2 separate regions of the Triticum aestivum genome follow, and region 2 is linked to region 1. The links are chromatin contacts, called in public Hi-C maps. All regions are on one chromosome and are shown on one strand. The core of a region is the stretch at or near the end of the contact, and the rest is flanking DNA. Distances in the headings are between cores, read along the strand shown. Region 1 holds the start of LOC123060011 (receptor-like protein 4). Region 2 has its middle 7.1 kb from the start of LOC123060013.

Region 1 (2,749 bases), core at 171-2,670:
ATGTAGGAGTACTAGTCAAGAAATTTATATGCTGCCCGTTGGAGACGAGAGAGATACACTACGGAGGAAGTGAAGCTGTACTATGGTCGTGATTCCTGAACTAGCAGGTACACGCGCGTACGTACGTACGTGTAGCCCGAACCACGGCAGACGCGCCGCGCATTACTGCGCACGTCGCGGCACGAACGAACGAACCCGTGGAGAAGCCGCCCGCCCGGGCCCTCCCATCGGCGATGGACGAGACTTGCCTGCTTCTTCGGTGTGCGTCCATCCGTGCTCCGGCATATGTGGCATGGTTTGATTGAAATAAAATAAGACCCGGTCCCATTCTTTAAAATCGGGGGGAAGATGATTAGATTAGAAAGAAAAAAAAAACAGCCGTAGGATGAAATGAGTGGACGGATGGGAGCAGGAGAGGAGCAGGCAAGCCAGCCAGATCCATCGGCGATGGGGTCGAGTCGGGTCGGGGCGGGGAGGGAAATGCGCCATACGTCACGCTTAATTGCCTGATTTGGTGGTAGTTGCCGCGGCACTCAGCTGGCCTAGCCGACCCCGTGACCGCAGCGGCCCAAAGGGAAGGCTACACTCCCACACACACTGTATGTGTTTGGACGCATCTCTCGCCATCATCTACCCCTCGAATCTGAGTACGTACGTCCGCTACCTAATTCAAGTAGCAATAATTTTTGTCTGCATACAGGCAGCACTTGCAAATACGAGCAGTCGAGTCGAATCCAACAGTGCTTCCGTCCCGCCCGTGACTTGCTAGATTAATAACACCCCGTACGATACGAACGGAGTGATCACCACCGCCCATGGGATGGAAGGCTGGCCCCGTTGCCGGTTTTACTCATTCATTTAGACTGGTCACAACGGGAAGGAACTTAAGAGTAACATCACACACTGCAATACAACTTTGCTTATGTGGCACATATTTAATGAAGAGAAAGGTGCTTGTGGTAACTAGCTAAGTTACCGGAACATCACACACTCCAAGAAACACTGAGTCTATAACCTAATAAATACATCGTTGCATGACACTACATAGATGTTCCTACCCACTATGGAGGTAGTAACATAGTCTAGAGAAGTGTGTAAGTTACTGGCTTATGTTCTTGCCCATTGTGACCAGCCTTACCGCGCTTCCTCACGTGACCAAACAAACAAATTCAGACTTTTTCTTTCTTTCTAAAGGGAACAAACTGAGACTTTGTTGAGAGTAAAAAGAGAGGTGTGAAAAGCAAAAGGGTCAAAGAGCTTCGCATCGCACCGTCGCTCTCCCCTCCCTCTTTACTGCTGGGGTCCGCCACTTACCGTTGATCGAGCGGCCGTTGAGGCCATAGCGCGGCGCGGCGGTGCCTGCAGCGCCGTCCGATCCTCCAGCGCGGCCAGATCCAGCATTTCCAGCCTCGTCTCCTTCCTTCCACGGTTCAACGTACCAGGGTACCACCACGTCTCCTCCACTCCGCTGCAGCTCCGTTCACACCCGCTCCCTCCTAAAACTCCCCACCAAATTCTCCGCCCAGGGGACGCGCGCCGCTCCTCCGGCCAGCCCCGGGAGCGGCAATGCGGCTCCTCCTCCTGCTCCCACTCCTCGTCGCGGCCACCGGCGCCGCCCGCGACTCCGACGACCCCTTCCTCTCCGGCGGTAAGCACCTCCAATCCAGCTAGCTACAAACAAAATTATACTCCGCTGTACGCTGACGCTCTCTCTGCCCGTGCAGCCCAGGCGAACCACAGCTACAACATCGACTGCGGCGGCGCGGCGGACTTCACCTCGGCCTTCGGCCGCCGCTGGCTGGCGGACCGCTTCTTCTCGGCGGGGGGCAACGCGGGGATGGTCGCCGAGCCGCACCGCTTCCCGCAGCCGCAGGAGCGCACGCTGCGCTTCTTCCCGCCCGCCTCCGCCGGCAAGACCTCCTGCTACTCCCTCCCGCTCGCCCCCGGCCGCTACTACCTCCGCGTCTTCTCCGTCTACGACAACTACGACTCCAAGCTCCGCTCCCCGTCCTTCGACGTCTCCGCCGCCGCCACGCTCGTGCTCTCCTTCCGCTCCCCGTGGCCCGAGACCGCCGCGCGCTACGGGGCCTACTCCGACCTCATCTTCCCCTCCGACGCAGAGGCCACCGACGTCTGCTTCTACTCGCTCTCCACCGACGCCCCCGTCGTCGCCTCCATCGAGGTCGCCCCCGTCCACCCGCTCGCCTACGACGGCGCCACCACCGGCGCCGACGTCGTCCTCGTCAACTACGGCCGCCTCACCTGCGGGAACAGCCTCTTCGGCCCCGGCTTCACCAACGACTCCGACGCCTTCTCCAGGGTGTGGCAGGCCGGCACAGATTTCCGGAACAACGACCTCACCTACGACGCCATTACTGCCGGTGGGAGGAAGATTTTCGGCAGCAACCAGCCGCCCAATTACTTCCCCACCAAGATGTACAGGTCGGCGGTGACCACCGGCGGGGACGCCTCCAACGAGATCGAGTACCTGATGCCGGTGGACACGAGGATGTCCTACATGGTCTGGCTGCATTTCGCGGAGATCGACGCCGGGGTCAGGGCCCCTGGCCAGAGGGTGTTCGACATAATGCTTGCCGGGAGGAACGTGACCAGGATCGACATCTTCAAGCAGGTGGGAGGGTTCACGGCCTTCAAGTGGACATACATTGTGGAGAACCTGACCAGCTCCACCATGAGCGTCAGGCTTGTGCCAGTAGTGGGACGGCCGATTCTGTGCGGGCTCGAGAAT
Region 2 (2,981 bases), core at 179-2,678, 810 kb after region 1:
TTGCATCTAAATATTAATAGGGATTCATACTAGCTTCCACTATAGTTAGCATAAAAGGTTGGACCTCACCGTGATAACCGGGATTTAAATTATTGCATAGACGTTGCACACGCGATTTTCGTAATTGAGATCATTTCAATTTGTTGGTAAAGAATGTTTCACTTTGTAGGTGCCATAGTTTAGGCCCCGCTTAGATCATAGGCTAAGTGTTCTTTTCTCTCCTTATATCTTCTCCTATAGGGTTCCCCGTTAAGAGTCACTTATGTACAGTGGTCGACCCACTTCCCTATGTGCTCTGCTTGCCGGAGAAGAGAAGGGAAAGGAGCATGGCTAAGATGTGTACATATCACGTCTAGCCAGAGTCTTGCATTTAGGGCATATATTGTCATGTTGGAGTCGGAGCATGCCATTGCCGTATTTGAGCTGTCCACGGTGACTATCAGCGGCCTTCCTACAGTGTGCAACCGAAGGAAGCAAAACCAGTGTTTCCCTAAGTAAGCTCGCTAGGTCAAGGCCTTCCCTTCTTCCATTGATTTGGTGGCCGTCGTGATGGAGTTGGAGAAGCTGGGAGGTGGAGCTCGAGATCCTGGCGACTGGGAAGTAGCTCGCCTACATGGGCGATTGCAGAGGAACTACAACACTTGTTGTGATCTTCGGCTAGTGGCGATCGAAAGTCGGTCTTCAATGCATCTCTGGTGTATCTTCTGGCCAAAGGGTGGCCTATTGGAGCATCGATGTCCACAGCTTATCGGCGCCAACTCATCTTCTTTCTCCCGACATGGAGCCTTTATAGGAGGCAGGGCTGTTTAGGCTTGGAGTCCACCAAACCCTTTTTGGCTCCAACTGGCTATATAGCACGGCGGCGATCTTGCCATCTCAAGTGGTGTCGGTGATGCCAAGGGTGTATATGAGCAGAGGATGCAATTTGGACCTGATTTTGAACTCGATTTAGGGTCCTTCCTAAAAAAAATAGGGACATGTTTGTGTTTTCCTCTCTTTCGAGTCTTGTTGAAAGCTTCACACGATTACCATTTTGTGATTGATAGAAGCTCTGGGACCCGTCTATGGTTCAAAGAGAAAAAAAATATTATTTCAGATAAAACACATTCAAACAAACTGTGCATAAACACATATGTAATTGAACCAACTGCGTCGATGTGTTTTTACTACTGTTTCCTATATATCCACATTAATTGACGCGACTCTATACAATGTCTTGCTCACATGGCATAGACGTTGTGTTAATTAATTGGGATAGGTGGGGGTACCATTTACCATTTCGCTTTTCTTTTGTTCGCTGTAGTTTACTGCTACTCAATTGAGCATATATATAATATAAGAGAAAAAAGAATCTCAGCAGCTATTACGTACGTGTCTCGCAGGACTGACTGCTGGAGTAATGGGCGGTGTACACGTAGCAATTGGTGTGGGTCAGGCTTGTCCTTTTCTAATATGTACCAGACGGGCGTACACGACAAGGGCTCGCACTCACTGTAACTATAGCGGCGGACAGAAAAATTCAAGAGGATGTACCGCGGTCACAGTCACCGCATCAATCTACTAGCAGTACTGTTGTACCTATCTACTACTCCTACTATGTAGGTGGTGGCGTCTTCTGTGCGTACGGTCACAGGCCATGGCATGCTGCTTTTGGTAGTACACTGAGACATAGTAGTATATTTATTCTCATCTATCTAGGCTTGGTCAATATAGGCCAACTCCAGGTTCGAGCAGTACTAGGCCAATACGACAACGTACTTGCGCCGATTCACACTCTCATGTCATCCTCTCTTGCCTCACTAATGCACGCTCATAGTACTATTTGGGCCAACTCCCACGCACTAACCCCAATGGCCCGGCCGTGTCGGTTTAAGGGTAAACAGACAAAAAACACGACCCAACACGCGGGAGCAAACGGAAAAATATTTGTTTTCGATTCACTTCCGACCCATTTATGGCCCAAACTTAGGCCCCGTTTGTGTCAATGTTGTGGACGGGCGGGACGCACGCCCTTGTCCTCCTCTGACCCGCCTGTCAAGGACACAGACGCTCATTTTCTCACCCCTATGAGGCCTGCCCTCCTCCCCCGCCCGCCATAGCCGCCACCACCGCCCATTGCCGACCGCCTCCTCGCTGTCTTGCCCGACAGTCCAAACCACGACCACTGCTTTAGCTTCTCCGGTGTTTGCCAGGCTTGCAGAAGGCCACTTCCCAGAAGTCAACTTGGAGATCAATGGCCACCATTGCAGCAAGGGGTACTATCTAGCTGATGGTATCTATCCTTAGTAGTCAACTCTTGTGAAGACAATACCCAGTCCGCAAGGAGAGAAGAGACAGAGATTTACCAAATGCAAGAGAGTGCTAGGAATGATGTAGAGCGTGCTTTTGGTGTGCTTCAATCTCAATGCAGTATCGTTCGACACCCCGCACTAACATGGAGCACGGAGAAGCTTTGGCAGGTGATGATTGCTTGTGTGATCATGCACAACATGATCGTGAAGGATAAGCGTGCTACGACCAAGGGTTTGATTTTCAGGGTGAAAATATTATGCCAGGGCACCGAGAAACGGCAACGTTTGAACAATTCACCTCATTCTATCATGAAATACGTGATTGGCATACTCATATGCAGCTCCGGGATGACTTGGTTGAGTACATGTGGACTCACATTGGCAACCAATAGATCTATTAGTTCAATTTCTTTTCATGAAAAATGATTTTGATTGGGTTGTGAAACTGTTTGATATTGTTTTTATTTCGATTGGGTTGTAAGACTATTTTGGATGTGAAACTATTTGATTATGAACTATTTGCTATGTTTGATTTTAGCTTAAAGAATGCATATGGGCCTCCAGCCACCGGATGAGATGCGGCAAAGATGAGGCCACGCGTTGGGCGCACGGCCGCCGCATCCAGGAAAATGGGTGGATGTCACCCCATTGCCATCTCCAAATGGACAAAATCCGGACAACAGACGTTCG

Evidence for each region. A called contact is a pair of places that touch in the nucleus more often than the background predicts.
Region 2: a Hi-C map of leaf shows a contact between it and region 1, with 3 times the contacts expected there. The contact joins the enhancer-like site here to the promoter of LOC123060011 in region 1. A contact is called at or near these places in 2 of 5 Hi-C or Micro-C datasets (both in leaf).

Annotation. Positions count from the first base shown.
Region 1 is chr3A:31,380,169-31,382,917 of IWGSC CS RefSeq v2.1, forward strand. It overlaps LOC123060011 (receptor-like protein 4), which reads left to right and starts at 1,421. Exons shown (of 9, transcript XM_044482571.1): 1 at 1,421-1,648; 2 at 1,725-2,749. The coding sequence starts at 1,567.
Region 2 is chr3A:32,191,378-32,194,358 of IWGSC CS RefSeq v2.1, forward strand. No RefSeq gene overlaps it. Among protein-coding and RNA genes, the nearest start is that of LOC123060013, 7.1 kb to the left of the region's middle. Within about 2 kb of position 1,429, at least 6 of the 8 cell types and tissues checked have an H3K27ac peak or open chromatin away from gene starts, as enhancers often do. A contact at or near this core is called in leaf, where this site is marked.